7 separate regions of the Mus musculus genome follow, and regions 1, 2, 3, 5, 6 and 7 are each linked to region 4. A link is a contact called in public HiChIP or PLAC-seq and promoter capture Hi-C data. All regions are on one chromosome and are shown on one strand. The core of a region is the stretch at or near the end of the contact, and the rest is flanking DNA. Distances in the headings are between cores, read along the strand shown.

Region 1 (4,328 bases), core at 1,326-3,825, 1.8 Mb before region 4:
GGACGGACACACACACACACACACACACACACACACACACACACTACTGCAAAATAAGCAAGACAAATCAAGAAACAAGATGACCTAAAACCATGGAAACAGGAACCCTTGAAATGTAAAGCCTCGGGTTTGTTTTGATTCTTATTTTGTTAATCTGCTGATATGTTTTATTGTTTTCTGGTGGGGTGGTGGCTATAACTCAGGGGCAGCTCTGAGGTCCAGGGCTGGCTGGACAGTGCAGAGCCCCTCAGAGGACTGCTGCTCTGGGAGGTCTGGAGGTGGCTACGAGGTAGAGGTGGAAGGTTCCTTGCCCCCATCCTGAAGTGAGTGGGAAGGTGCCACCTCTCCACAGACACGGGTGGTCTGGACTGGGACAGGAGAGCGCAGAGTCCCATGCCCACCGCTTGTGTATCGCCTCCTCGTTACTTTGGAGGCAAACAGCAGGGGCCGGGCGCGGAGGTACATATGTTAAATTCACATCAGTAATAAAGATTAAGTAGAAGTTAATAGTGCCTCAGTCATGCTTGTGGGAGTAATCTCCTTTCTGAAAATTCAAAATTAGATTTGGAGGATCGAAGCAAACAGGGGGTGAGACTATGGTGTAATATTTTAATCAAATTGTCATGAATGAGTGGATACAATTAAGAATTCTGTCAGTCAAAGTGCTGGGGCCCTTTTGTTAGTCATTGATGGGAGGGGCGCACTGGGCCATGGTCGGGAGGGAGTACGCTTGATTTTTTTTCCCAGGATCTTTGCTTTTGACCCCCTGGCTGCGTTTTGCCTGTCAAGATAGGCATTTTTAAAGAGAGAGAGAGAGAGAGAGAGAGAGAGAGAGAGAGAGAGAGTGTGTGTGTGTGTGTGTGTGTGTGTGTGTGTGATTGAGGTATGTGTGCTTGCGGGTTCAAACATGACTTTCCATGCTCAGCCTTGCTCCCTGTACACAGCATGAGCATATATACATGTGCACACAGAGACACATGTACGCATACGTGTCTGCGGAATGTGTGTGATGTGTACGTGTGTAGCTTATCTGAACATCTCCGGGCTAGGAGCAGGCTGGAAGAAATAATAAACTTCTTTGCAGAACTCTCGCTCTGTGGTCTGTGAGGTTTATTCTTCAAATTCTCAAGATGAGTGTCCAGGTAGTGTTCGGGGACTCACCGATTGGAGAAAGACCCTGTAGTGCTGGAAGACCGCACCCTGTGATTCCCATATCAAGAGAGCAGACCTTAGGGTAGAGGCAAAGGAAGGATTTAAGCTCAGCACTTCTGTAAACTTTATCCCCAAGAATCCCCCCTCTGCTCTCTTCTCTCTCTGTCTCTCTCTGTCTCCCCCCCCCCTCCCTTCCCTCTCCTCCTTTGCTTTGCAGCTGCTGCGAATGTCCACAGGAGTAGCGTGTGTCCACGTGACTTCTGCGGAGCCGACAGCGTCCACGTTCCTGTGTCGTCCGAGCCGTTTGAGGCAGCAGGTAACGTGACTGACGTCAGGGAATGAGTGAAGTTCGCGTTTGCTAACTTAGCTCAGGACGCTCACCCAATCTCGCAAGCAGAGGAAGCCCCGAGCCAAGCTGCACACGTGACCACCTTCTCTTCAGGGTCCGCAGGGGCCGAGATCTGCTTTTCCTGTCCCATTCACCAGGGATGACACACCAGGCAAAAATGTAGTCCTCTTTCTTCCTATCTCTTCCCATCATCTTCTTCTCCCGCACATAACATTGATTTATTTTTAATTTCGATGCACCGGTGCTGGGGAGAGACACTGGCAAAAAAAAAAAAAAAAAAAAATCCCTTTCCCTCTTCTGCAGCCCTCGTGCGCGGTGTAGGTCTATCTTATTTATCAGTGATTATAAATCAATACGGAGAATGCCGTGCAGCCGGATGGGCCTCCCGAGCCTCAGACTTCAGCATGCATGAATGCAAGGTGTCGGATGAGGAATTTATTAGTTTAAGCAGATTCGAGTTTCTTCTTTTAAAATTTATTTTTCTCCCAGGCAGCTGCGGCTGTCGGCTGCTCCATCTCCCTCTTCAAGCTCAGTGTTTGGGAAACAGACAAGCGCTTTCCACACAGCATGACAATGTGTAATCAGGGTCCCTGCGGTATGCTTTACCTTTGTTGCGGAGGAGGGAGTCGGAGGAACTTGCTTGGGGTCCCTTTCACTTGGGTGAGCATTTGGAGGCCGAAGGACCTAATTATTATTTTTTTTTAAACACTGCCTTTACTGCGTTTGCCTGGGGAATTATTTCAAATCGACTGACAGACCTATTGTGCTAGCGACATCTCAGCGACTGGCTTTTTACACGGAAAACAAGCCTTCTGTTAATTCAGCAATAACACACCCCGCGTGCAAAAATTGCATTAGTGGCTCTAACCCGAGTGCTGAGCGCATTCAGAGGCAAAGCCCTGCCGCGCGACAGGGGTTGAAGGGAATATGCATCAAAATGCCTGGCATTTAATTTCTCCCCCCTTCTTCAGGAATTTAGCCAGTGAAATATAGCTGCCAGTGTCCCAGGCCTTGTGCAAGCTCCCGCAATATGCTCTCGATCAATCAGATTTGCATAACTAAACTGTCTGCGAGCCTGCTCGGCTGCCCAGGTGCAAGGCCATTTGCATATAGAACAGTGAGGAGGTCCCAGGAGTCACTTCAGACCGGAGTGACTGCTGAGCCCGCAGTCCACACAGCCCCGGAAATGAAATTGGAATGACAAAAAGAAAAAAAAAAAGTGCTCGCCTGGAAGGGTGAAATATGCAGGCGTCTCGCAAAGGTTATATAGAGACTGCCAGGCTGGACTCCTGAACCGCAAGACCCATCCGGTCTTCTACAGCCTTGCTGCCAAGGCCACAGGATGATCAGAGTCACAGTGGGGGCAACGCCCTGGGGGGGTCTCCTCGCCTGCCCCAGGAACTTTCCCCGTTTGCCCTTGTGGGTAGAGAGAACTGATTTCATCTCAAGGCAGGATTTCCAAGCAGATCTGACACTGACCTCCTTGGTCCCCCCATCTACCAGGGCTGTGGCTTGATTCCTGGCCTTCAGGAATTATCTGAATGTAAGTACAAGTCCCCAGCCTAGGCTCCAGGTCTCTTCTGGCTGCACAGCAGCCCACCAGGGAGGCTGATCAGAGACCTCTGGTTGAGGACCCAGGGAGGTCCTCTCTTATACTCAGGAAGTTCTCGAAGGTCAGACAGAATCTTCAGTTATTGAAGGCCACTCTGCTTAGTGGTTATGGTGTGAGTGACCCAGCTGCTGGTGTCCCACTGTTTCCTTTGTCATGGAGAGCCAGCCCTTCAGGTCTACCACCTTGGGTTGTTTTCAAATAACCTTGCACAACAAAGATGAAGATAACCCAGGCTGGCTCACTTGTTAGCCTAGGTTATTAATAATTTTAATCTGATTTTAAGTAACTTAAACATTTTCATGAGACCCTAAAAGTAGTGCAAGTTGGTGTCCCCAGGCCCGTGATGCTGAGTAGGTGCAGTCCTGTTTCTAGTCATGTGTTATCATGACAAGTCCACAGTAACGGGTGGTGTCCAATGTATGTTGTGCCCAGACCTTCCTGGGGGACACACAAAAGTGTCAATGTTCTGAATTTTCAGGTCTCAGACTCTCTCTTTCTCTTTCTCTCTGCATATGCTGTGTGTGTGTGTGTGTGTGTGTGTGTGTGTGTGTGTGTGTGTGTGAGAGAGAGAGAGAGAGAGAGAGAGAGAGAGCTTCCATGTGGGGCTCAGAGAACAACCTTGGGTTTTTCTCCTCAGCAACTGTTTATTATTTACTTTAATAAAGATTAGGCTATATACTTTTTTCTGTGCATGACTTTTTTTTCCCGTGTGTATGCGTGTACACTGCCTGTGTTTCTGCTATCCATAGAGGCCAGAGGAAGGCAACAGATCCTCTGCAGTCACAGGTACAGCCTGCAGTGAACCACCAATGTGCATGCTGAAAACCAAACCCAGGTCAGCAGTCAGTGAGTGCTCTTCATTGCCCAGTCATCCCGTCAGCACCTAATACAAAACATCTGTGTGTGTGTGTGTGTGGCAGTGTGTGTGTGTATGTGGATATATGTATGTGAGGCAGCATTGTGTGTATGTGTGTATGTGTGTGTATGTGTGTATGTGTGTGTGTGTGTGTGAGAGAGAGAGAGAGAGAGGCAGCGGATGTGTGTGTATGTGTGTGTGGCAGCCATTTGTGTATGTGTGTGTATATGTGTATATGTGAGGCAGCGTGTGTGTGTGTGTGTGTGTGTGTGTGTGTGTGTGTGTGTGTGTGAGAGAGAGAGAGAGAGGCAGCGGATGTGTGTGTATGTGTATATGGGTGTGTGTGTGTGTGTGTGTGT
Region 2 (4,305 bases), core at 370-2,869, 1.8 Mb before region 4:
TGGCCTCTGTTGTCAGGGGGCTTCCCAGAGAGGTGACATAACATCTGTCAGAACTGCCTGTCCCAGATGACAAGGGCCAGAGCTGCTAGGAAAGAGTGCCACCAAGGGGTGACACTTCAGTGGAGTGAAGTATGAGGGCCTCCTGGAGGAAGAGACACAGTGGACTCAGATCAAGCTGACATCTGCTAGCCTAGCTGGAGGGTTGGGGTGGGGGTGGGGGAGGTCTGGAGTCTGTCGTGGTCTCTGCTGAATTTCGTCATCTGAGTAGATACATAGACGGGAAGCAGAGGCATGCCACCTCAGGACTTGAGAAATCTGTCCCCAACCTGTACAGGCTGCTTCCAGGCCATGTGCCATGAGAACAGCCAACTTTTGTGTGTTTGTGTGTGTATATATGCAGGTGTGTCTGTGTTTGCGTGTACGTGTGGAGACCAGAGGAATACAGTGGGTGTCATTCTTCAGGGCCATCTGTCTTTGTTTGGAGACAGGGTCTCTCACTGGCCTGGAACTCACTAAATAGACAGTGCTGGCTGGCCAATGAGCTCCGGGGACCAATGTGTTTTTACCTCCCCTGCACTGGGATAAGTGTGCCCCATTCTCACGTGGATAAGAGGGACAGAATCAGGTCTTTACTGAGCGAGCCATCTTCTCAGACTGTGGGTTATTGATACCTGACACTGCTTCTTCTTAGGTTATGGCTGGAGTGAACGTGACTGACACGATCAGCTTGAAGGTCCGAGGTAAGAGGACGCTGGGACTCTGGCTTCTATCAACTACCCTAGGAGCTGTGGTGTGATGCTGGACTCTGCCCTGCCTCTGCTGCCCAGGTTTCTGGTATGGAGAAAGCTTTACTTGTGAATGTCACCTGGGTGTGGCACTGAGAGAGCCTGTGTCTCATCCTTTAGATTTCCCGAGTCCCGGGATCGTGAAGGAGGCACTTTTAATAGTCAAGAATGGAACCAAGCTGGCTAGTTGCTGTGTTTCTGGCTTCCTCGGGGCTGGGGAGTGCTGTGAGCCCAGGCACAGGACTTTCCCATGGCTTCTGAACAAGGCACTGCATATTTAGGGACCAAAGAAGCTTCACTCCCTTGCACTTCCATAGGTCGGAATTCTGCTCCAGGTGTCTGGGCGCCGGTGACTCACAGTGTCCTGGAGGCTCTACGTAGGGTGAATTCTTACCCTTCCTTCCCTGCTTGTCAAGCTGCCTGTCTTCCCTCATCATCTCCAAAGCTGGCGTCCCAGAGACCCTTGTGCTCCACTCGTTCTCCCAGAGTGACTGTGGGAACTGCACTTTCAAGCTTCCAGAATGTTCCATTCAGCTGTCCTAGGATCCTCAGACTCAGGCCACGTTTTCACCTGGACAATGGAACATGGGTAGAGGCCACCATTCTGCCTGCTTGTCCCAGAGGCAACGGCAGCGAAAACAAGGCAGTGTCTGAGACTCTAGGAAGCTGAGGGCCCTCTGTGTCTCCCCACTTTCTCAGGTTTGCAATTTCAGTCTTAAGGCTCAAGAACTGCACCCGACAGGCAGAAACCATACGCCAAGGCTCGCATCAGCTCAGGGGTCCCATGGAGAGATGCAAAGCTTTACTCTTGTTGCCCTGAGAGAGATTAGTTGCCATGGCGTTAGGGGGAGTATGTCATAGCATAGTGACCAGACTTCTGCTAATATACTCTGTAGGACTGCAGTTCAGCCGCAGGAACACGAGGAATTGACAATTTCTTGCTCATTTGAATATAGATTAGCTTTGGAAAGTTTTGCTGGCTGTAAAGACGGATGCTGAGTGACAGATGCTGCTAAGGAAGAGAGGCTAGAAAGGAGAAACAACAGAACTAGCCTGGCCTTGGCAGGAGAGGGGAAGGCTGTCCAGGGGAGGGTGTCGTAAAAAGGAGTTTGTTACCCTGATCTCTCCGGAGAGCTGGTGGTGTGACGTGTGTGTGTGTGTGTGTGTGTGTGTGTGTGTGTGTGGCCACCCTTCTTTATTCTCCTGGGCAGTTTTTGGTTTGTCTTCAGCCCACTCTCTTTAAGCCCACAGGCAGGATAGTTTGGCTTTGAACTTGGAGTTGCCTCAGGCTAGCAGATGCAGGTTAATTCCTGGGGCTGGTGTTAACTGTATGTCCAGGGGAGAAAATGGAAGGGGGTCCTTAGCTTAGTTCTGCGTCCTGTTGGTGCTTAGGTCTCTGGCTCCAGACTCTCAGGATGGGGTCAGCTCTCTAACTCATGGATCTGCAGGGTCCTTCCCTGGAGGTCCTTCCATCTTACACAGGTGATTTAGTGCTTGGCCCTAAGCCACCAGTGAGGGACATGTTCTGTGTACTTCATGTTATTCTGACATCAATAAAGGAAAGCAGGTGCCAAGAAGCCACCTGGACCAAGAACTGAGGTCAGAGTCATCAGTCACACTGGGATCAGAGAAATGTACTGACATTCAGTCTCAGGGCCACTGTGTTGGACGAAGTACACAGAGCTGAGTACCTAAAGCTGGGACAGTCTACTGTAGGGCTGGAGAGGTTTTCACAACAATGGGGACTTTGAGATTGTAAACCACTGGGGAGCCAATGTTGTAGCCCAGGAAGTTAGGAGCTGCAGGGGTCACAGGGACAGCTTCAGCCCCTGTGGTGCAGACCAGGGACTGCCCAGCGCATCAGGACTGAAACATCAGACTGTGCTGACACTGTGGCCACACAAGGTGGAAATGGTTGCTGTTTCTTCCTCTTCTAGATCCTGTGTGACACACTTCCCTGAAAGTGTCTACAATTGGTTGACTGTCCTCAGAGGCCAAGAAGTGCAGAGCTAGCAGTCAGGCCTCTGCAGCAGAAGTATGGACCTGGGAAAGAGCAGGAACTGCCTCCCTCCTCCCCCACCGCCCCCACAATCGTCCGGCACACGAACCCATTCCAGACATCAGCTGTCTTCCTCTACTTCACACAGCACAGGATCACCCTGCCCCCAGGAATGTAGCACTCAAAATGAAGGTGAGTCCTCATGTATCGATTAATGTGACCAAGTTAAGCCCTGATTGGTATATACTGGGGCCCATCTCCCAGGCGATTTGAGATGCTGTCAAATTGACAATATCAACCATTTCCGTGGATAACTGATCGGCCCCACCCAGGGCTGGCCACGGTGGCACACTGTAATCCCAGTACTGGGGAGGCCAAAGCAGGTTTGCTGCAGGCCTGGGGTCAGCCTGATCTGCATAGTGAGTTCCAGGCTAGCCAAAGCTCAGTAACAATGAGTCCCTGTGTCCAAAAGCAAAGCAAAGCAAAGCAAAGCAAAGCAAAGCAAAGCAAAGCAAAGCAAAGCAAAGCAAAGCAAAGCAAAGCAAAGCAACCAAACAAAAAACCCCAATAATAATAAAAGAAAGAAAGGAAGGAAGGAAGGAAGGAAGGAAGGAAGGAAGGAAGGAAGGAAGGAAGGAAACAGAAAGGAGAAACTTCTTGGCATGTTTTGCTTGAAAAATAAACTGGAGATGAACAACTTTTAATACATACTTAAGAAAATATTTTATAAAGTTATCTTTTGGCTAAAAAGAAAGAAAAAAAAAAAAACCAAACCAAAAAACAAACAAACAAAAACAAGCAAAGCAAATGCCTAGTTTTTGGTAAAAGTTGGGGGTCTCATGGAGGTTTGCACCCACTGTACACTCCCTGTTCCTTCTTTTCTTCTAGCTATTTGTTTATTTTTTTCCACTCCTGAGGGCTGAACCCGGGCCTCGTGGCTAGCCCTCTTTACTTCTCATTTGGAGACTGGGTTTTACTATGTAGGCCAGGCTGGCCTTGAATCTCTGATCCTCTGTGGTATCTGGGATGACAGGCTCATGTCACCAGGCCCGGCTGTCATCTCTACTCCTGGGCCACGTTCTCTCTTTGTTCAGGTGTGTCCTACCCTGACTTAATCGCACCCGCTTGGCCTGCCTTTAGCTTCCATTCCCACTCTTACCTTTCCCTGCGTCAGCCAAGGTCTGGTCTTTCCTTCAAGCCCATTGCTCGGCAAGGGGGCTCTAAGGAAGGCCTGGCTCCATCCCTTCAGTTGTGGCTCTTTCTCTTTGGGGATCTTCCTGCTACCCCATGCCATCAGAGAGTGGCAGCTTCAGGTGTCTGAGATCTTATTTATGCTCTGTTTCTTGGCTGCCCTCCTAGTGACCTCCTCGGCCGCCCTCCTAGTGACTGCTGTTGAGCAAAAGCTTCAGAGGGAAAGTTGGGCATTAAGAAAGGGTCTGGCTGTCTCTGTCATGCAGTGTGGTCTCTGTCACAGGCTAATCACCAGGCCTGGATCATTCGTAGTGGGAGAAGGCTGACGTA
Region 3 (4,053 bases), core at 436-2,935, 2.0 Mb before region 4:
GAGAGCCATCCAACTGATAATGCCGGAGCCGTGGGTTCTGGAATACATTCTATTCCCACCTTGGAACAGACCAGGCTGTGTTGCTGACTTAACTGTGCTTGAAGGTCAGCCAATTGTCGAGCCAGTGTGGGAGCGGGGACCTTTCTTCCGCACTGGGGGAATGTGGTCACAATGTAACAAGTAATGTGTGTACTTGTTTGTGGGTGCAGAATGGCTTTCACTCAAAGCATTCTGACCACAGAGTCTTGCTGTGTGTGGGACTTCACACTCACGAGATGTGTGAATCTTGAGGCTTCTCTGCTGACAAATAGTCATCGAGAGCTCACCTTGTGCCTGCGTTTCCATCGGCGTGTGTACAGAAAGCAGATGCCGTGAGAGGATTTGTTGAGGAGGGTTTATGTTCCAGGAGGCTGTTTAGAGAGGTGTGGGGTCTGAGCCACACAGGATGAAACAGTAACCTGTGACTCGGGGGCAGCCAGTGTGTTACTAGCTCTAGTCCTAACAACACAATCATCATGGCATGTTCTCATTGCAGACTTGTGGAAAGCCCAGCTGAAGTGACCCTTAGCTAAGGGACTTAGCTGTTCGTGTATGTGTGTGTGATCGTCGTTAGGTGACTTTCCTTTTTTTCTTCCATTCTCAGGCTCCATCATGGATCAAACTCAGCAGAAGTCTGGGAGCAGTGGGCATGCAGTACAGCTGTTTTGTGGATCTGCTCTATGGGGCAGACGGCAAAATAGGAAAGAAATTGGAGCAGGTGTGGGTACCTGGGACGGTGAATTCAAGATATGAAGATCAATGCTGAACTGCACACTGGGCAACAACTCAGATTTCGTAGGGACTAAAGCTCATACAGTGTTTTAAGATCCACCTTAAGAAACAACACAGGCAAGCCGAGTGTGGTGGCGCACGCCTTTAATCCCTGAACTTTGGAGGCAGAGGCAGGCGCATTTCTGAGTTCAAGGCTAGTCTGGTCTACAAAGTGAGTTCCAGAACAGCCAGGGCTACACAGAGAAACCCTGTCTCGAAACTGCCCCCCCTCCAAAAAAAAAAAAAAAAAAGAAAGAAAAGAAACAACACAGGCTAGGAGTGTTGGCTCACATTTTTAACTCAGCTGTTGTTAGTAAACCAAAAATTAAAAAAAAAAAATCAAATTGGTAAAACAATAGCAATAACAAGAACAGCACCGAACCCAAGGCCTTTTCTAGGGCTTCAGAAGCTGCAGATCCAAAGTGCAGCTTGAAGCTCATTCTTCCAACCTCTAGGAAGGAGATGGTGAAACAAAGAAAACTGATGTTTGACAAAAGTAGCTCAAATACTGCGGTGGGTTAAGTAAACACCGAGACGCGCTTCGGATATTTGAAATGAGTCTCTTTGTCTAACCGTTTAATAAATCAAGCAACAGTGAGTACTGGTTATATTTATTTCGGTTCTTAAGGCTTTGAGAGCCACAGTAACATGTAAAACAGCAAGCGGGCTGCAAACCACACTTCCCAGAAGCCCTTGTGCTCAGAGGAACACGCCCCCATCTCGCCTCTTGGAGGTTCAAAGACTACAATTCCCAGCATGGAGCAAGCGTAAGGACCACAATTCCCGGCATGTCCGGAGAGGTGACAGGGAAGCGCGGTCTTCCTCTTTCCCCGCCTCCCCCGCCGTTCGCAGCCAACGGGAAGGCTCTGTACTACGGGGTGTGGAGGGGACGGCGCCGTGGGTAGGTCGCGAGTCTAGGGAAGCGGCGGGAAGTTCGTACTACGCTGTGGACCGCGAGTTGGCCGCTCTGGGTAGGGAGCCGTGGGGTGGTGGCGGGACTATAGGTCCGGTGTTGCTTCAGGGCGGCGCCGCGGCTGGGTCCGGCCTGCCCGGGAATCCTCGCTTCTCTGCCCGATCGCGGAGCTGCCGGAAGCCCGGTTCTAGAAGGCCGCCCGAAGCCTAGCCGGGACCAGGGTGGCGGGGACGGGGACGGGGACGGGGACCTGGACCGGCCGAGCCTGCCACTTCCTTAGCACTGGTGAGGTGAGGCCTCGGGGCACAGCCGCGGCCGGCAGCTTCTCGTTTCCTTCCAAGCTTGCTCCTCAGGTCTCCACCGCCGGTGACCGGGCTCCCGGTGCAGTGTCTTCAGAGGCAGCAAACAGGTCTGCAGCCCAGCGCCAAAGTTTGTTTCCGACCGTTTCCAGGCTAGGTCGCCTTAGATGTAGAACTGCGCCAGAGTCCTTGAGAGATGGGGACACACGCCAGTCCTGGTCGGGTTACCCGTTTATTCTTTTGTCGTTGACGTTAACCATTCTTTACGTCTGCGTGTGTTCTTCCTTTCCGTCCCTCATCGCTTTTGGAGCAATTTGGAAACGCGATTTTGCCTTTGGGAAGGTGGTGGTTAAACTTAGCGGGTCGTTGAAGAGCTTCGTTGCTTTCCTTTTTTAAAAAAAGAAACAAAAAAACAAAACGAAACTAGAATTGACCATCTATTGAGTCTGGAATTCAAAACAGTGAAAAAAGATGTAGATCAGCATTTTATCATCATTATTATTTTGGATTTTCAAGACAGCTTGCTTGCTTGCTTCCTTCCTTCCTTCCTCCTTCCTTCCTTTTCTCTTTCTTTCTTTCTTTTTTTTTTTTTTTTCTGTGTAGCCTTGGCTGTTCTGGAACTTGCTCTGTAGACCAGGCTGGCCTTGAACTCAACAAGAGATCCTCCTGCCTCTGCCTACTGAGTGCTGGGACTAGACTTGCGCCACCCCCACCCCGGCTTAAGAGTTCAGGGGAAAGGCATGTCACTTTTTTTGTGACATGTCGATTATACTGTTTGGGGAAATTTAATTTACAGTTCTGACTGGAATTAAGCATCTGGGCAATTAAGATAATGTTCATCTACCTGGAAAAAGGAATGTAAGTGGACATCACTAAAAATGGCTTTCCCCGTTGTGCTACCACAGATGGCAGACACTGCAGCGCTGCCTTGCTGATGGAGACCGAGCTAACAGGAGCATGGATTGAGGTGGATAACAAGTGTGTTAGGCGTTAGGGATTCCGTACAGCACTAGTATCCAGTACAGATATCACTTTGATAACTGTAATGGCTGCTGCTTATGCCTGGCGTAGCAGAGATGATGAGTGTTTATTTGTTAAACAAATGAGATGGTGGAGTTGATGTGTTTAAGCAGGGAGCCTGGCATCTAATAATAAGTTTGAGTGCCCAGGGAATGGTTATATGGAAAGCTTAGGCTGAGTCTTATTCAAGTATGCATGCATATATTTAAAAATAACAGCAGTGCATTTAAAGTGTTGACAGACCCTAAAATTAAATTTCTTACAGGAAATAGGCCAGCTTTTTCCTCTTAATTTTGAGAACTAACGTAAAATAATAATGAGTGAATGCCCCAGATGTCTAAGACAAAGATATAATTTCCCCCCCCCCAGACAGGGTTTCTCTGTATAGCTCTGGCTGTCCTGGAACTCACTTTGTAGACCAGGCTGACCTCGAACTCAGAAATCCGCCTGCCTCTGCCTCCGAGTGCTGGGATTAAAGGCGTGTGCCACCACGCCCCGCTAAAGATATAAATTTTGACTTTTTTTCCCCCTTAAAGGCCCCTGTAATAGACATGCTATGAATAGGGCTTGATTCGAAAAATAAAATCTTAAGTTATTTTTTATTTAAAAACCAAACATATTTGGAAGTGGGACTTACCTTGCAATCAAATGCAGATGTGTGACTCCAGGGTTTATGCAAATGAGCAAAGGCTCCTGTCTTTAGTCTTCCCGCAGTGGGCCTGCTGGGAATCAAAGTGCTGTGACCTGTCTGAGTGAGATGAGGCTGTGGGGGAAGATGATCTGGATGGGTCCTCAATGGATTGGTTACAGGATGACCTTGGAGTACCTGTGTGTGTGTGTGTGTGTGTGTGTGTGTGTGTTTGCATAGGACATTTTGCATGCTTGTCAAGGGTTTTTGTTGGTTTTGTTTTTTAAGATTTATTTATTTTTGTTTATGAGTACACTGCAGCTGTCCTCAGACACACACCAGAAGAGGGCATTGGGTCCTGTTGCAGATGGTTGTGAGCCACC
Region 4 (3,709 bases), core at 476-2,975:
CTTCGAGCAGATGGCTCCTGTGCTGGGTTGGAGGGGAGGGGAGAGCCCCTTTATATATTTATTTATTTATTTAAATTCTTTAAAATATAACATAAATATTCGGCTCTCGACTGCAGGGCAGCCAGTCCTCAGCGGCGGCCGTCATTCACAGGCTTCTCCAGCTCCAGAGCCGGGAGCCCGGCCCCAACGCAGCGAGGTGAGCGAAGGATTGCAAGATTACAACCTGCCTGAGGTCTCGATGGCACCCAGAGGAAATTTTATTTCTATTGCAATAAAAAATTTAATAAATAAAAAGCAACCGCGACCAAAAAAAAAAAAAAAACCCGCGGGGGAGAGACTCGCGCAGGCTGCGGCCGGGGCTTCCCAGAGCTCTGCAAGCCGACCTCGCCGGTGGCAGCGCGGGTACCCGGCTGGCTCTGGGAGAACTGTGTACCTGCGCGGCTCGCGCTGGCGTTTTCTTTTCTAAATGAACCCAGCTGGGGCGGTGGAAGCTGCTGAGAGTCTGCCCTGCTGCCTGACTTTGCAAGCCCCTCCACTTGCTTGAAATCCGGCGGATTTGCACCGCGACCTGCCTTGTTTATTTAGATGGGAAGATGAAAGATACAGAGATAGAAAGATGGATAAGAGGATGATAGGTATTTTCTCCCCTTCCTTTTTCTTTCTCTTCATTTTTACTGTTATAAGAGCATCCCTTTTTTTTCCCCACTCATGACTTTTTTGTTAACTCGTGGCGGGGATTTTTTTTTCACCAACCCAAAACCTCCCCCCCACACCTTTTTTTTTTTTTTGAGTTGGGGGGGGAAAGAAGACAAGACCGTCCCAGGAGACGGAGGTGGGGAAATGAGGAGGGGGTGCTCCAGCACAGCAAACAGCTGCGCAGCTGGATTCTTTTGCAAATAGCGAGAGGAGGGGAGGGGACGGCGGCTTCGGAATCCTAGCAGCGGCGCGGTCGGCGCCCAGCCTGGCGGGGCGCAGCGACCGGGAACCCGAAGCCCGCGGCCATCCCTTTCCCCTGCGGGTCCCTGGGTCCAGGGCGCTCTCGGGGCTCCGTCCGCCCGCTCCTCCGAGCGCGGACCCACGCGCTCGCCAACTTTTCCCGGCTCCCCCTCCCCCTCCACTCCTCGGCCCCCTCCCCCTCCTCTCCAAACCCCGCCACCAGCGCCGCCGCCGCCACACACGCCGCTTGGAGGGCCGAGCGTCCGGCCGGGCTCGGCGCGCACAGCCGCCTGCAAGCCCGCGCGCCCCCTCCCCGGCCCGGAGCCCGCGGCGGCTGCCCCCGGCTGCAGAGAAACTTTCCCAGAACCCCACGCTCGGCCGCTGCTCCCGGGTTGGTGTCCCCAGCCCCGGGCGCCCGGAGCCCCAGCCGCCGGCCCTTCGCGCGTGCGGCAGACACTTACGCGTGATGAGTTCCCTCTGGGACAAGTGCTGCGGGTTGCCCTGTTTGCGGCGGGACATTGCCCCGGCATCTATTCTGGCATCGCCCGGAAAGCTGCACAGATGCGGGCCGGGGAGGGGGTCTGAGCCGCCGCCGCCGCCGCGCCTCCTCCTCCGCCCGGGTTGGTGCCTCTGCCCTTCCTCTCTTCCTCTTCCTCCTCCTCTTCTTCTTCTTCGTCTTTATTTTGCTCTTTCTTCTGGGCTGTGTTTTTGTTTTTGTTTTTGCAAAAAGAAAGAAGAAAAAGCCAGGAAGATGGCTTGCTCTAAAATAGAGAAAAGGCTAAAATAAATTATAAAACTGCTGTTGCTCGCCGCTGGCTGGCCGGTTTCTTTAAAAATATATTCTTTTGGAGGAAAAATATCTCTCACACTTCTTCAAAGTGCTTGGCCTCTTAGACTTGTAAATGTCTTCTTGAAGTTACGCCGGGTTTTGCACCGGCCTCTGACACTTTTCTTTCGGGGTCTGGTAGGTGGAACGCGCACTTCCACCCAAGGGGAGGGGGGAGGAAAAAATGCAAACAAATTTCAAAAAAGCCAAAAAAAAAAAAAAGGCAAAGAAAACTTGGGGACTTGTCTCGTACCCCCTCACCCCGCCCCCTCAAAAACCCAAAAGCAATGAAAAGCTGCCTTGGTTCGGCTCTTTCTGGGTTTTCTGCGCGCTGCCTGCTTTTTTTCTTTCTCGGAGGCTGACCCCTCCGAGGCTCTGGGGGACTCCGGGAGCGGCTCCTTCCCGGGTCACCTGGCAGGCTGGCGCCGGCCGGAGGGGCTGCGGGTCCCCGCGTGCGCTCCCCAGCGCTGCCCGGCGCCGCGGGCCCAGGGGGAGCGGGGCTGCGGGGCGGCTCGCCCAGTGCGCCCGGGTCGGTGCGGGCGTGGACGGGAGCTATAGATTGCAACGTGAAGATGGCGGAGTCCGGGTTCTCCGGGAGCTCTCGGTCTCTCTGTGGCTGGGGCTGCCTCTGTACAATGGGATAAAATTCAAGTTCAAGTGCGGACGTGACGTTTAATCTGCTCTAGAGACAAAAAGACCCAGAGAGTCGGAGCACTGGGGGCGACTAGCGGTGGCTTTTTAACATTGTACCCTGTAAGAGAACAAGAAAGCACACACCGAGACACGCGCGCGCGCACTCACACACACTCGCCAGTGCGCACACCCGCAACCCAGGCCGGCCGGCCACACGTGCAAACTACTGTTTTTGTAAGCTGGTCTTATCACCGAGCACCGGTAGCGCAAAAGAGGGTGGGGGGGGATAAATAAAATAAAATCTTGTCCCCACTCACTCTTCCTCCCCCGGGAGCCGGACTCCCTGAGAAAGGGGGCGGAGTGCTGTGTGAGTAACTGAGGTACACTGAGTCCAAGCAAGTCCAAACCCACCCACTCGAGAAAGAGGGCTGGAAACCACGGGCTGGGGGAGACTGAGGCGACAGATAAAATTGTTTTCCTTCACTCTCTAGAAAAGTAGTTACAGTTGGTTTTACTTATTTGGAGAGGGGAGCATTTTGTAGAAACTTCCAAAAAAGTGTCTCCATATAAACCGTTGGGGGTTGGTCGTCTCAAACAACAAAATTAATGATACTGAGGGGCACAGTGGGGGGGGGCACATTTTGTTTGAATCCCATTCCAGAAGGGTTCTTCGCCCTTCTGGGCCCCATTAACTCCTAGGGGTCAAGCACTGCCCCGCCCCCACACCCTAGTCTCCTTGGGAAGCACGCGCTAGAGGGACGGGTTGGGGGGCACTCCACGTGGGAGAAGTCTGGGACTCACAGACCCAGAAGTGGGCGTGGTCAGCGCTGGGAAAGGAGGGTGCCTCGTAGCGGCGACCCCCCCCCCAATTCCCTCCGTGAAATCTCTGCAACCTGGAAGTCGTCCCCCTCCTCCATCGCCCGGGATCGGACTTGAAATTGCTTGTCCGACCAGGAAGGACAGAGCCGCCTTTTCAACCGTTTGATCTCCAGCCGGCCAGGACAAGGGGAGTTGTGGGGGCCTGCCCGTGGCCCGGGGACAAGGCCAGGCTGCAGTCCCGAATGCACCGCCCCCTCCCGGCGCTCTCCTCCTGGAGACCAGCTGGGTCTACTGGATAACCTGGCCTCCCGCGCTGGGCGCGCCAGTAGGCTGGACCCCTCTCCCTTCCCCGGCGGCCAGGGCGGGTCGGGGCCTGGCTGGGGCTGAGTTTTGTGGTGAGCCTGGCTGCACCACCCTCACTCCGCCCCAGGCCCGGCGCCCCGGCTTCAGCCCAGGGATTGGCGAGGCTGCAAGGCCTCCAGGCGAGCCGCCTCT
Region 5 (3,705 bases), core at 961-3,460, 1.9 Mb before region 4:
AAAGACTCACTGTTTTCATTTGGAACTGATTGATATTTTCCTATTAACTGAAGCATTTAACTAAGTCCCTCAAAAAAGAAAGCATCAGAGACCTTACCTGATAGACATTCTCAGAAGTAGCTTCACTCTGTCCCAGAGCTCTCTGAGGGAATGTGCTAACAGTGTGTGTGTGATGATGAGGGAATTTTAGGGGCCATTTAGAGTTAGTGGCAGGGTGATCTGTGCATAAAAAACAAAGACCAGATGCCGGGCGTGGTGGTGCACACCTTTAATCCCAGCACTTGGGAGGCAGAGGCAGGCGAATTTCTGAGTTCGAGGCCAGCTTGGTCTACGAAGTGAGTTCCAGGACAGCCAGGGCTACACAGAGAAACCCTGTCTCGAAAAAACTAAAAAACAAACAAAGAAACAAACAACAAAAACAAAGACCAGTGAAATCTACATTAGTGGTTCCTGTGTTGAAGCAAACAATATGTTTATCCTCTTCCAGACTGTGCTCGCTAGTTTTTTGTCAATGTGACACATGCCAGAGTTACCTGAAATGAGGGAACCTTAATTGAGAAAATATGTCTAAAAGACCTGGCCGTAGGGCATTTTCTTAATTCGTGATTAATGAGGGAATGCCCAGCCCTTTGTGGGTGGTGCCACCTCTGGGCTGCTGGTCCTGAGTTCTATAAGCAGCAGTCTGAGCAAGAAGCCATGAGAGCAGGCCAGTAAGCAGCAGCCCTCCATGGCCTCAGCATCAGCTGCTGCCCCAAGTTCCTGCCCTGTGTGAGTTGCTGTCCTGACTTTTCTTTGATGATGAAGAGTGGAAGTGTAGGTTTTTGGTCATGGTGTTTGGTTGCAGCAGTAGTAATAACCCTAAGACACAGACTGTTGGCAAAGGTTATTTGTTATTCAGAGTATTGTACTGATTACACAGGTTAACAAAAGTGTGCACCCTACTCTTCTCTCAGCTTTGCCCAACTTGCCATACTCAGGATATTGGGAGGACACATGGCTGCACAGGTCAGGGTAGCAGGAATCTTAACACACATGAATATATTTTGCTTCTACTTGATAGTGTGACTGTGACATAGACTTTATGTGCTAAGACATTAAAAGATACATAGACAGACTCTCTAATGAACAGGGCCCTAGGCTTTCCATTACCACACTGTCTTTTCATTTAGCTGGCTGCTCCTTCCTTGGAAGCTCCTGTAGTTTACCATCATGAGCCTGACTGCTGTGTCATGAGCATTCCATGGCAGGGTTTGTCCTGTGTCTATGTCAGCGATTTACATAGACGGATTAGGATTTGGACAGCTGTTGAAGGTGACGGTGATGCTCAGAGGAGCTGGGCAGTGTCCTCGCAGGACTCCAGCGCATCTCTGCCCTCCTAGAGTTTGAGACCCTGGGAAGGATGAGACCTGCCTCCTCTATCCATTTCTCCAAAAATTACGGCCCCAGGAAGTAATGTCACCTGGTCCAGCTGACATGGGAGGGGGCTGGCAAAACAAACAAACAAAAATCTTCATTTTTGTAGGGTATTCCTTTTGCAGATCTGACCATTGAATGTTTTACACGTAATTGCTTAATACCATTTGGTCAGTTTTACTGAATGTAGTTTGTAAGCCATCTCTTGACAGCCTAGATTTAACAGAATATTGTTGAAATGTACCTTAAAAATGGAGGTGCAGTCAGGAGAAAGAAGCAATTGTCTAAAAACAGCAGTTAGCTGTGAGAAGCCAGGTGGCTGTGTTCCATTGTAGATGAGTGTTGGATTCTGGCTGGGCACTGTCGTAATTCGAATGCTGTCTCCTATAAACGAGCTCAGTCCAGGGCAGGATGACGAAACGTTCTGAATTCTCGAGATTTCTATGTAGTTGAGAGAGATTCTTCATGGTATGGGTTTGCGCCCCTTTCCTCCTCGTTTATAATCTATAGTACTGCCTTAGTTAGCATTAACTTGACCTAACTGAAGGGGAATAGTCATTGCAAGGACATGTTCCCAGTTATTCCCTCACTGACATTCCTTGTTTGTCTTCAGTTACAGGTTTATGATAATGGACCGCTTTGGGAGTGACCTTCAGAAAATATATGAAGCAAATGCCAAAAGGTTTTCTCGGAAAACTGTATTGCAGCTAAGCTTAAGAATTGTATGTGAGCTATGCTCCTTGTGAATACAGTAAGGGCTGGTTTCCGCTGAAGCTCAGCCCTCTGCTGGCCATGTTAGGTACTGCACTAACTCACTGTGTGTTCTCTGTAGCTGGATATCCTGGAGTACATCCATGAGCATGAGTACGTGCACGGGGACATCAAGGCCTCCAACCTGCTCCTGAGTCACAAGAACCCTGACCAGGTCCTTAGAACTGCAGCTTTTACTGTTGTAACTTGTGCTGCTTGGGAGCAAGTGGGGCACTCTGGGCTGAACCCCACAAGCTCCGAAGTAGATAAGCTAACAATGCCCTTTCTCCAGACACTTGTATCCAGTTGCCATTCTGTATTTTTGTTGCAGTTTGCTGGCACTTTATCAAGTTGGCTGTTTTGCTCTACATAATATTTGGAAGTGCTTGCTACAACATGCATTTCAAATAGCTGTTTGGGGTGAAGCTTAAACTATAAAGTACACCAGCGAGTTAGATCTGCTGGTCCACTTTGTCACCTTCATTACTTCTTGTGTTCAAAAACTCCATCTGACATAAGTGTCTGTTATTTGGAGAACTTGGTCTTTAATGTGGGGTCAGTTCAGTTGTCAGTGACAATAAAGGCTGCTTAGTGTCGCCTCTTGATCTTGTGTAAGAAGGAGGTTTTGAGTGCTTGGCTCAGGGAAGTGATCTGTCAACATTCTCTGCTTTTTGGCTTTGCATACGGTTTCCTTCTTTTGATTCCTTCCTTTTCTGCACAGGGTGTTTGCTTTTGCTCTATAGGCTCTGGTGAGCCTCAGGAATCAGTGTAGGGCACCGGGAGCAAGCTGCTGTGCTAGGACGCTCTGTGAGGTGGGCATCCTCAACCATCTCATTCAAGCTGTTTCCCTGAGCACAGCCAAGAGCCTGAGCGAGCGGTAAAGCTCCCTTTACTTTAGCTGGAGTAGGAAGGGCTTGCAGAGCACTATTAGAAACCAACTGCTGTTGGTTTACACGTGACTGATGGGAGCAGCTTCTGTCCACACGGCAGCCGTGTGCGGCTCTCCTGCCTTTCTGACCTGCTCTGTGGATGGGGTTACTCTCTCAGGCTGTGTCCATCTTTGTGTTCACATGCACATGCGTTCATGCGTTGTGACAGAACCAGGTGCATGCGTGGCCGTCAGACGGAAGCCACTTGTCCCAGTGTTGTATGCTAGTCACAACAACCAGCTATGCCCATAGCATTACTCTGTTTTTTTGTTTGTTTGTTTATTTGTTTTTTAAGTTAGCTTTAATCTGGAAGACCAGAATGTAATATGTAGTATTTAAGATGCAGGTAGAGGCCTGATCTAAGAGTTTTGAAAGTTATTATAGCCCTTGAATCATTTTATGAAGTACATAGGCATTTGACTATTTTACGAGAATCAAGAGTAGAAGAGAGCTGTTGTATTGTGTGCTAACAGTATTCATATCCCTTTTCTTTGTGGAAAGGGTCTTGAACATTTCTATTTTGTTGTAGTTTGGTTCTAGACTCTGTAAGAGAAACTGACCATCTGTAAGCCTTGCCCATGGAGACAGGATTAACTACTTTAGCACACACTTT
Region 6 (4,141 bases), core at 105-2,604, 1.8 Mb before region 4:
AGTCGGGGTTTCACTCTGTAGTCCTGAACTCTCCATGTAGACCAGGCTAGTTTCAAACTCACATATCTGGTAGTTCCTGTCTCCTGAGTGCTGGAGTTAGCGGCATGTGTCACCACACCCAGCCTCTGTACCAATTCTTTTGTGTTACCGGACACATACACTCCAGACTTACACAAGTGGCAGGGAAGGGAAACAATTTCACTCAGTCATTTAAGTATTTCCCGAACCAGGCTCTAGTCTCAGTTTCCATGAAACATCAGACAGGACAAATTAATTGCTACCAGCCTCCTCCTCTGAGGGTCCAAAGAGTCACAGTTAATACTTGATCCGCAGTGTGCAGTAGAGAGAAAGAATCAGTGAGTTGGGGGGGGGCAAAGAATTGGGGTGCTTTCTCTGTTAAGGTGTGTGATGTGGGGGGCGTAGAGCAAGCCTAGGGAACCATCGCACATTCAGCCAAGTTGCAGAGGAGGGGACCAGCATGGGGTGAGGGGAGGGGCTTCCGCTCACCAGCTCGCCATTGTGAGGCCCGGTGACTGGCTGCAGGCTGGGCAGTGTGATGGAATTCTCTGCTGGTTTCATGCTAGGAGCACATGGAAGGCAACCAGGTTTTCTGAGTAGCAGCCCCCCCCCCAACCCCCATTCTGGACGCCAGATCTAGAGGCTTTTTTTTTTTTTTTTTTTTTTTTTTGCCTAAATCTTTGTAGTTTCTTCCCAACCTCACGGATGTAACAGGGGCTAAGGAAAAGGCCATCCTCTGGGCCTGCCTGAGCAATTCCTCCTTCTGGCGTCCTCCTTCAGAGCAGCTTTCTACCCCACCCCCCCTTTTTAAAAATGTGTCCTGCTGATGGCTGGGTAGGCTGAAGCCTGAAACACCCTTGCTGGAACATCCAAACGATTCCCTGTAAGGCGGGACTGAGCACGCTAGAGGCAAAGCGCCAGTTTTGTTTCTTTCCCGAGGTAATCTCCAGAAAGCAGTTTGTACTCATGTTTCTACAGTGATTAAATATGCAAGGTAATTTCGTGATTTCCACCGAGTTCTGAACCAGATCAGATTCCGTTTCGCTCCTCTTTGTACAAAGCTACTTACTGGATCAGATTCCAAAACAAATCCCCCGAATTTGGCGGATCATCATTTTAAAAGGGGGCTTGTTAAGGTAATCATTAAATTAAACCACCCCTTTAAGAATATTTAGATCTGGTCTGCCAAGCGGAACGGTCTAATGGTTTTTAAATGAGAAGCTGCGCGATGCTGGCGAATTTTCTTTTGTGGGTCAAGTGGGTATTAACAAATGCTAAGACTGTTTTCTCTCTGCCACCACAGTGGAATCTACAAAGAAAGGCAAAGAGGGGAAGGAACGAAGGGCAGAGGCTGGGTGGGGCTGTGCATCCGCCCCCAACAGCCTCGGCTGCTGGATGAAGCAGGGGAAGGCTTTACAAAGCTGCAGCTTCACACGCTGGACCCTCGAGGATCCAGGGCACGAATAGGAGAGAGTCCTGGCCCCTGGAAGGCTCAAGGTCAGACCCTAGCCTGAGCTGACCCTTCGGTGGTCCGCAAACTCTGCAGATCTATGCACCGTCTGAGCTCCCAGAGAGTTGGCAGTGAGTTCTGAGTGTCCGCCCGAGGGGAGCTCACAGCCTGCTCATTTGCAGAGGACTCGGGGAGCCAAGACTGTGGGGCAAAAGCACAACACCCCTTCTTTCCTGGTCACGTGGCTTCTTGGAGGCTCTGGAAGCCTCCAACCTAGCCGGCCCAGCCGCAGGGCTTGGTGGAGCTGAGCCTATGTGTCTGTGATTAAGGGGACATTTATCATTGGGAGAGAGAGAGAGTCCTTCACGACTGCCCACGTGCCCTTTATAGAGGGCCTGGCGTAACTCACCCTGATGGGCTACTACTGGCATTAATATTATTAATTATTATTACAGCCTTCCGGTGTTTTTCAGCATGCAGTCAATGATGAGAGCAATTACACATTTAGTGGGAGGCCCTCACATAGAGACACTTACAGAGATAAAGGTGCTGTGGGCATTTAGCCTCAGAGGGGCCACCAAACCAAAGCCCTTGAGACAAATGACTGGCTCATAGTTTTCTTCCTCTTCTTCTTCTTCTTCTTCTTCTTCTTCTTCTTCTTCTTCTTCTTCTTCTTCTTCTTCTTCTTCTTCTTCTTCTTCTTCTTCTTCTTCTTCTTTTTTCCCTGTTTTGAAGTGGCTGAAAAGAAATAAGAATAAAATGTCATGGGGTTTGAAAGCTGCAGGGCATTCAAATTTCAGTGTCCACATAAAGTTTTATTAACTCACTGCGGTGCTCATTCCTTTATTGCTATTATCCAAAGCAGCTGCTATGCCTCATGGGTAGACAGCACATCACCCACAACCCCCAAGTCACGGACTATCTAGCTAGCCAGGTATTTGCCAGTGTTCACAGTACAGGAGAAAAGGACCATTGTTTAAGTATCTTGATGAAGTTTTAATCTGCAAAATGTGAAGTGGGATTCATGGGAAACTAGGAAGCTGTGTGTTGGTCACTTTCTTGTCACAGTGGCTGCCTTTGTGGGAGACATGTCTTGAGGGAAGAGAGGTGTACTCTGATGTGTCATGGTGGGAGGGGGCCATGGAAAAGAGCAGGACAGGCCTCTGTGGACAGGAAAGGTAGAACGGGAGTGCTGAAATTCTCCTGGCTTTTTCCTCCTTCCGCTTTAAACCGGTAAAAGTCACAGGAAGGTCATCTAGCTCAAGGGATAGTGACACACAGATTTAAGATGGGTCTTCCCCTCTCAGGGTCTCTCCCCACTCTAAAATTTCTCAGATGTATGCCTGAATCTTATAGGTAATTTGAAATCTATTCACGTGGTCAGTGAAGATTAGCTATTAGAGGCCTAACCCTTGTCAAGCTGACATACATGACATCATATATATATATATATATATATATATATATATATATATATATATATATATGCATATATATGTATATAAAATGTATATATATAAAACTTTACTGTAGTGCTCTATCCTGGCCCGAAGAAGACTAATGCTCACCTTACTATGGAAACATAGGGTCCGTGAGCCTTAAACATTCCGACATGTTTTCAAAGCATAAATTTGGTGTCTCTGTTGTATTCCCAACATTTGCCAGCCTAGAGAAAATATGACAATTCCAGGGGGGACAGACAGGGGCACGGAAGGAGGAACATGGCCAAAGCAAGACCAAAGAACATCAGGGCAAATGTAAAATCTGATGTGCTCGTGTCTAGGACACATGGCATTGTGGTATAAGCTCTGAAGGGCTTGGGCAGCCTTGTCTCTGTGGGTGCTATTTGCAGCCCACACAACCTCTCTCCTGAGCTACCTCCACCACCCCTGTGGCCTTCTTCAGCAGACCTTTCCCATCCCTAGCACCCCAACATCCTGTGTTCTCTGTTTCACTGGAATGATGGGAAGACGGCTCTGTTACCTCCCCCCTCCAACCCCCCTGCCAGCTCCAGGATATAAAGCTATGAATCCATTTGAAAGACTTCCTTTAAAAAAGAAAACCTTGGGGTTGGTGAGATGGCTTAGTGTTCAAGAGCACTTGACTGCTCTTCCAGAGGTCCTGAGTTCAATTCACAGCAACCACAGGGTGGATCACAACCATCTGTAACAGGATACAGTGCCCTCTTCTGGTGGCTGAGGACAGCTACAGTATACACATATACATAAAATATTTTTTTTTTTTGAGAAAACCTCTAGAACACCCTGAGCACACAGGACCACCTAAGGAAACATTTTATTTTATTTTGTTTTTTAAATTTTACTCCAGTCCTCACTGTAAACTTGGCTAAAAGTAGCTAGCAATAATTATGCTATTGCCTGAATGCTATCTGTAAGGTTCCACCATCAATTCAATTAGTCCACAATTAGTTCCAACAAAACCTCTAGTTTAATTCCCAGCAGACTTTTTATCTGAAATCCCATGAGCACTGTTTGTCTTTCTGATGGTGCTGTGGTCTTCTAAGCAAACACCATAACGGCTCATTAGGCTCTGTTGAGAGCATCGTTGGAATCGGTAGCCCACACCGAGACGCTCTTCCAAATACTTCCTAATTCTAAAGTCCTAAGAACCATATGGCAAGGGTTAGTCACACCGTGGCCCATCTTCCTTGGT
Region 7 (4,107 bases), core at 1,430-3,929, 1.6 Mb before region 4:
GTGACATGATCTACATCTTTTGAGCTGAAGGGAACTGAAGTTTCTACTCCACTGGCTTAAGAGGTTAAAGAAGTAAAAGTGGCCCACAGGCTACGTGGAGGGGTCTGAGGCTGTGTTTGGGCTCAGTGGATCTGTGATAGATTGGTGATGTCTGCATGGTACCACCAAGAGGGGTGTATGCATATGTGTGTGTTTATAACTGGGTTCTGTAGGGTGGGTTACCATTTTGTGAGTATGGAGTTGTGATCTGGCTTCCATCGACCCCACCCCACTCTCTTTGTGACATGTGAGGAAGCCCACCACTGAAAAAGGAGAATGGGACTTTTCTAGGATCACTCTGGTGGCCAGCAAAAGAGCTGGCTCTGAGGCTAGGAGGTCTATCATGAGACCAGCTGCTTGCTAACTCACTGTGCATGACTGAATGAGGGGCTTTCTGCAACATCCTTCAGAAACAACCTCTGTGATTCTCTGTAATGACATGATGGACCTGGTAAAACAAGTCCTGCTCTGTGGGTGACTTTGCATGGGAATGTCAGGAGCTGTATGCACAACAGCTCTGCCTCCTGGATGGTAGAGGTATGCTAGAAACAGAGCTACCCAGCACTCAATTTTTTTTCTTTATTTTCCAAATTCCCTATGGTTCTGGTTTTATCGTCAAACAATTAGCTTAAATTTTTTTTAAACATACCCTGCAGCCCAGTAGAAATTGTATAGTTCAGTTAATAAATACAGTAGAGGGCTTTCAAGTGGAAGAGTCAATTGGGATGGCTGGAAATAAATGGCCTACTTTGGATAGATATATGTAAGCTTTGAGCAGAGCCTTCTCCATCAGTCAAAGTCCCCAGCATCTTCAACACGTCAAGGCTCAGTCACACATGTTCTGGAGACTGGATGACAGCAAAGAGACACTCCTGACCTCAGGGGACATTATGGGATCAGAGAGAAACAGGGATGTTTGAATCCTGGGAAAGTTGGGGACGTAAGGATGAAAGAGGATGGCTCATAGACCTATTTTTAATAAAACTGAGCCAAACCCCAAAAGACGTGGCACCGAGGGCAGCAAGGCAGCCAGGGCTCACGCTCGTCAGTTGTAATTTGAATCGCTAACTTGAGCACGCGCGCGGGGGTCTGGGGCTGCTGTCTCTAATAGGTTATCACAGGATAGAGTTTAAAATACCACTTGAGTCATAACCTCATCCACTTAGAGATCCAGAAAGGGTTCCCAGGGCTGATCAGGGACCTGATTTGCAAATTACTATAAATTAACGTAGTTATAGCTGGGACATGAATATACGCTTCGAAATGCTCATATCGCACATAATATATGCCGTGTCTTAAGATGATAATAGTGGTAATTTCTGAGATGACTTTTCCTCTAGCTGGCACCTTTCACCCCATGATCCCAAGCCCTTTACAAACACTAATTAATTACATTAATTTTATCATAAAGCTTGCTCATTACTGTACTTTTATTATAAGCTCTTGCCAGCTCAGATTTAATGCAACACCCTTATTGAAATTCTGTTCTTTGATATCGCTCCGATCTGCTCAGGTTCACGTGTGCCTTTATAGGTTTTTTTTTTTTTTAATTCCACAAAGACTACAATAAAAGCTGTTTTCCTTCATCGTGGGAGTGCATGAAAGATGCACTTGAGTGATGCTCAGACCAAGTGTCTTGACCCTCCCTAGGGCCACATGGCATGTTCAGGGTCAAGACAGTGCTATATGTGAAATAGCATCATCGATGAGCTAGGATACAGGGCTTTGTGGGCTATCTTTGTCTTCCAGGCTGCAGAGCTCTTGCCTATATAGGCCCTGGTGTTCTTATGCAAAGCCACTCACTGACAAGAATTCATTCAACCATGATTCGGGAGTGAGGGATGACAAGCTGGGGCAGCGTCATTACAGCCCCTGACTCACTACCAGGGAGGTGTTTTAGGTGAAGAAGGTGCCAAGACATATGCAGATGGGTGAGCACATGTGTCCATGACCAAGTTGCTCTGAGCACAGGTGTGGAACTGGGGGATACAGATACAAGAAGGGCTTCTGGGTACCTTCCTTGTCTAATGGCAAATACTGATCAGAGATGTAGGGCACTGGTCCCGTGCCTTCTTTCTTCACACCAGCTGTGTGGCAGGACCTCTGCTTCTTTCTCTCTGAAAGATGCAATGGCCATTTGGCTCTTGCTGTATCTGCTGGACTCTGAGGTGGTGGTATTACTGTTTTGTCACTGTGCATCATTGTGTGAGATGTTTGCTATCGGGAGGGGCGGGCAGAAGGGCACCCAGATCTTCCCTTCAATTTTGGTGCACCTTCCTGTCAGCGAATATTTATTTTTGAAAATAAACGTTTTAAAATTTGAGTTATCTGGTGAATCTGAGACCTGGAGCGGCCTCTCAGTGAATGATCAGTGACTGACGTGGCCTCCCTGTCAATAAGTATGGAGAAGCAAGGCTTCTCCGTCAGGCTGCAGGCACGTCGGACCATGCTTTCTCTCTCATCATTAACTTTTGGCTCGAGAGCGCGTGTTTGGAACACCAACTGCTTCACCTTTGAGAACAGACACAGTGTCCTCGGTGATGCTGGGCTCCAGCCCCAGCGGGCCTCACACGACAGGCATCCTTGCAGACTTGGAAAGATCCTCCCCTTTTGGTGTTTCTCAGCACAGGGCCAGAAGGGAGCTGAGTGCCATATGCTCACACATTCGATCCCAGAGCCGAATGGGAACAGAGACGCAGCCCAGCCACTGCTTTGGATAGAACAGACCCTGGACGTAATAAAGCGTGTGTTCGTATGTTTCACCACGTAAATAAAGCTGACTTGGGTAGGTGGCTTCAAACCCACAGCGAGCCGAAATCAAGTTGGCTGTGCTTGGTGCACAAAAAGTCAATGTGATCAGTCACGGCTGCCAGTCCTGTTTTCGGGAACTCAGGGTCCCATATGTATTACATATAATATGGGCATAACCCTATGGGATGTATCCCTTGACTCAGACCCAGAGAAGATAAAATCCCTCCTGACCATAACTTCATGTGATGGATTCTAGTCTGATAGCAGTGCTTTAGAGTATATATTCTTAGATTAATAAAAAATATCAACAGGTTTTTATTCCACCTAGGGGCTTAGACAGTTGACAGTGTTTGTTTCTTACCTACACAATGTCCTGGGTGGATGGTCAAGGGAATAGTCCCCTCTTTTGAATAAAGGCCTTCTGAGGGGGGCAAAGAAATGGAGAGGAAGCCCTGAGAGGACACACCCTTTCAGCCAGTATGGTGTGGATGGGGCACTCAGCCTTTCTGCTGTACAGGCACAAGCTTGAGCGTTCGTGGGGAAAGGGAGGGGTCTGGGGAGCAGCTTCCCAGCCATGTCTCCATGCTACAGAAGCAGGGTGTAGAACCTCGGCTTCCTGCCTCTCCTGTGGACATGCATTCCACCTGATGAAGAGTGGGAATGGGCGTTCAGCCTGCTCATGACACTTCACGTCTGTAAGCGGGATGGACAGAGCTGGCATGGCTTGTGTTGATTTGTCTCATTGATGGAACAAAGTGAGTGCTGAGAAAAGCCACTCGAGGAGGAGGAGGGTCTCCTGGTTCAAGGCTACAGTCTGCCCTGGTGAGGAAGACATGGCTGCAGGAGCCTGAGGCAGAAGGTCACACAGTATCTGCAGTCATCATCAGAGACAGAGGGATGCTGGCATTCAGCTTACCTTTCCCCTTTCCCTTCAGTCCAGAATTCCAGTCTATCGTCTGGTGCCATCCAGGTTTAGCGTGAGTCTTCCCACTTCAGTAAACCTAATTTAGCCAGTCCTTCACCGGTATTACTAAAGGTTTGTCTCCTAGGTGGCTCCAGGTCCTATCAAGTTGACCGACAGTCTTAACTGCCAGAACACTGAGCTCAGCCTGCCTGGATTTTTATTTTCCTTAAAGCTATTTTACAGACTTGTGACCTTGGAAGAAAGTTGCTCAACCTCTCTAAGCACCATATTGTCTTCTATAAACTATGAGAGAGGAATAAAAGCAGACACCCGTGGAGGTGTTGTAGGGGGACAATGCATGGAGACTCTGGAGAAAGCAGACAGGAAGCACTCACCAAGATGGCTTCTCCATG

The links. Promoter capture Hi-C pulls out the DNA fragments that hold promoters and counts their contacts. HiChIP or PLAC-seq counts read pairs in DNA pulled down with a chosen protein or histone mark.
Region 1: an H3K27ac HiChIP or PLAC-seq map of embryonic stem cells shows a contact between it and region 4, with 7 times the contacts expected there. The contact joins the enhancer-like site here to the promoter of Bcl11b in region 4. A contact is called at or near these places in 3 of 39 promoter capture datasets (embryonic stem cells, hippocampal neurons and pre-B cells), 6 of 484 Hi-C or Micro-C datasets (cerebral cortex, embryonic stem cells, reprogramming fibroblasts and 1 more), 7 of 115 datasets of contacts at active chromatin or transcription factors (SST interneurons, embryonic forebrain, embryonic midbrain and 3 more) and 1 of 9 other capture datasets (embryonic stem cells).
Region 2: a contact with region 4 is called in a promoter capture Hi-C map of hippocampal neurons, with 16 times the contacts expected there. The contact joins the enhancer-like site here to the promoter of Bcl11b in region 4. A contact is called at or near these places in 7 of 39 promoter capture datasets (embryonic stem cells, frontonasal cranial neural crest, hippocampal neurons and 4 more), 8 of 115 datasets of contacts at active chromatin or transcription factors (SST interneurons, T-cell acute lymphoblastic leukemia, embryonic forebrain and 5 more) and 1 of 9 other capture datasets (embryonic stem cells).
Region 3: a promoter capture Hi-C map of hippocampal neurons shows a contact between it and region 4, with 33 times the contacts expected there. The contact joins the promoter of Vrk1 here to the promoter of Bcl11b in region 4. A contact is called at or near these places in 9 of 39 promoter capture datasets (the 3T3-L1 cell line, cranial neural crest, embryonic stem cells and 4 more), 2 of 484 Hi-C or Micro-C datasets (embryonic stem cells and reprogramming fibroblasts) and 7 of 115 datasets of contacts at active chromatin or transcription factors (embryonic forebrain, embryonic midbrain, embryonic stem cells and 4 more).
Region 5: a promoter capture Hi-C map of hippocampal neurons shows a contact between it and region 4, with 48 times the contacts expected there. The contact joins the enhancer-like site here to the promoter of Bcl11b in region 4. A contact is called at or near these places in 8 of 39 promoter capture datasets (the 3T3-L1 cell line, 3T3-L1-derived adipocytes, embryonic stem cells and 4 more), 11 of 484 Hi-C or Micro-C datasets (adipose-derived mesenchymal stem cells, cardiomyocytes, cortical neurons and 6 more) and 5 of 115 datasets of contacts at active chromatin or transcription factors (SST interneurons, T-cell acute lymphoblastic leukemia, embryonic forebrain and 2 more).
Region 6: an H3K4me3 HiChIP or PLAC-seq map of embryonic stem cells shows a contact between it and region 4, with 10 times the contacts expected there. The contact joins the enhancer-like site here to the promoter of Bcl11b in region 4. A contact is called at or near these places in 4 of 39 promoter capture datasets (cranial neural crest, embryonic stem cells, frontonasal cranial neural crest and 1 more), 3 of 484 Hi-C or Micro-C datasets (embryonic stem cells and palatal mesenchyme), 8 of 115 datasets of contacts at active chromatin or transcription factors (SST interneurons, embryonic forebrain, embryonic stem cells and 3 more) and 1 of 9 other capture datasets (embryonic stem cells).
Region 7: a promoter capture Hi-C map of hippocampal neurons shows a contact between it and region 4, with 13 times the contacts expected there. The contact joins the enhancer-like site here to the promoter of Bcl11b in region 4. A contact is called at or near these places in 11 of 39 promoter capture datasets (the 3T3-L1 cell line, cranial neural crest, embryonic stem cells and 6 more), 5 of 484 Hi-C or Micro-C datasets (cerebral cortex, cortical neurons, embryonic somatosensory cortex and 2 more), 5 of 115 datasets of contacts at active chromatin or transcription factors (T-cell acute lymphoblastic leukemia, embryonic hindbrain, embryonic midbrain and 2 more) and 1 of 9 other capture datasets (embryonic stem cells).

Annotation. Positions count from the first base shown.
Region 1 is chr12:106,172,781-106,177,108 of GRCm38.p6, forward strand. No RefSeq gene overlaps it. Among named protein-coding and RNA genes, the nearest start is that of Gm32776, 28 kb to the left of the region's middle. Within about 2 kb of position 2,576, at least 66 of the 459 cell types and tissues checked have an H3K27ac peak or open chromatin away from gene starts, as enhancers often do. A contact at or near this core is called in SST interneurons, cerebral cortex, embryonic forebrain and 3 more, where this site is marked.
Region 2 is chr12:106,243,747-106,248,051 of GRCm38.p6, forward strand. No RefSeq gene overlaps it. Among named protein-coding and RNA genes, the nearest start is that of Gm24986, 25 kb to the left of the region's middle. Within about 2 kb of position 1,620, at least 3 of the 459 cell types and tissues checked have an H3K27ac peak or open chromatin away from gene starts, as enhancers often do.
Region 3 is chr12:106,008,578-106,012,630 of GRCm38.p6, forward strand. Vrk1 (vaccinia related kinase 1) reads left to right here and starts at 1,686. Exons shown (of 14, transcript NM_001029843.2): 1 at 1,686-1,781.
Region 4 is chr12:108,001,689-108,005,397 of GRCm38.p6, forward strand. It overlaps Bcl11b (B cell leukemia/lymphoma 11B), which reads right to left and starts at 1,726. Exons shown (of 4, transcript NM_001079883.1): 1 at 1,398-1,726. The coding sequence starts at 1,455.
Region 5 is chr12:106,053,776-106,057,480 of GRCm38.p6, forward strand. It overlaps Vrk1 (vaccinia related kinase 1), which reads left to right. Exons shown (of 14, transcript NM_001029843.2): 6 at 2,027-2,135; 7 at 2,246-2,338. Among named protein-coding and RNA genes, the nearest start is that of Gm32723, 39 kb to the right of the region's middle. Within about 2 kb of position 2,211, at least 14 of the 459 cell types and tissues checked have an H3K27ac peak or open chromatin away from gene starts, as enhancers often do. A contact at or near this core is called in cortical neurons and hippocampal neurons, where this site is marked.
Region 6 is chr12:106,226,002-106,230,142 of GRCm38.p6, forward strand. No RefSeq gene overlaps it. Among named protein-coding and RNA genes, the nearest start is that of Gm24986, 7.0 kb to the left of the region's middle. Within about 2 kb of position 1,355, at least 25 of the 459 cell types and tissues checked have an H3K27ac peak or open chromatin away from gene starts, as enhancers often do. A contact at or near this core is called in embryonic stem cells and forebrain, where this site is marked.
Region 7 is chr12:106,396,637-106,400,743 of GRCm38.p6, forward strand. No RefSeq gene overlaps it. Among named protein-coding and RNA genes, the nearest start is that of Gm32830, 9.8 kb to the right of the region's middle. Within about 2 kb of position 2,680, at least 1 of the 459 cell types and tissues checked has an H3K27ac peak or open chromatin away from gene starts, as enhancers often do. A contact at or near this core is called in hippocampal neurons, where this site is marked.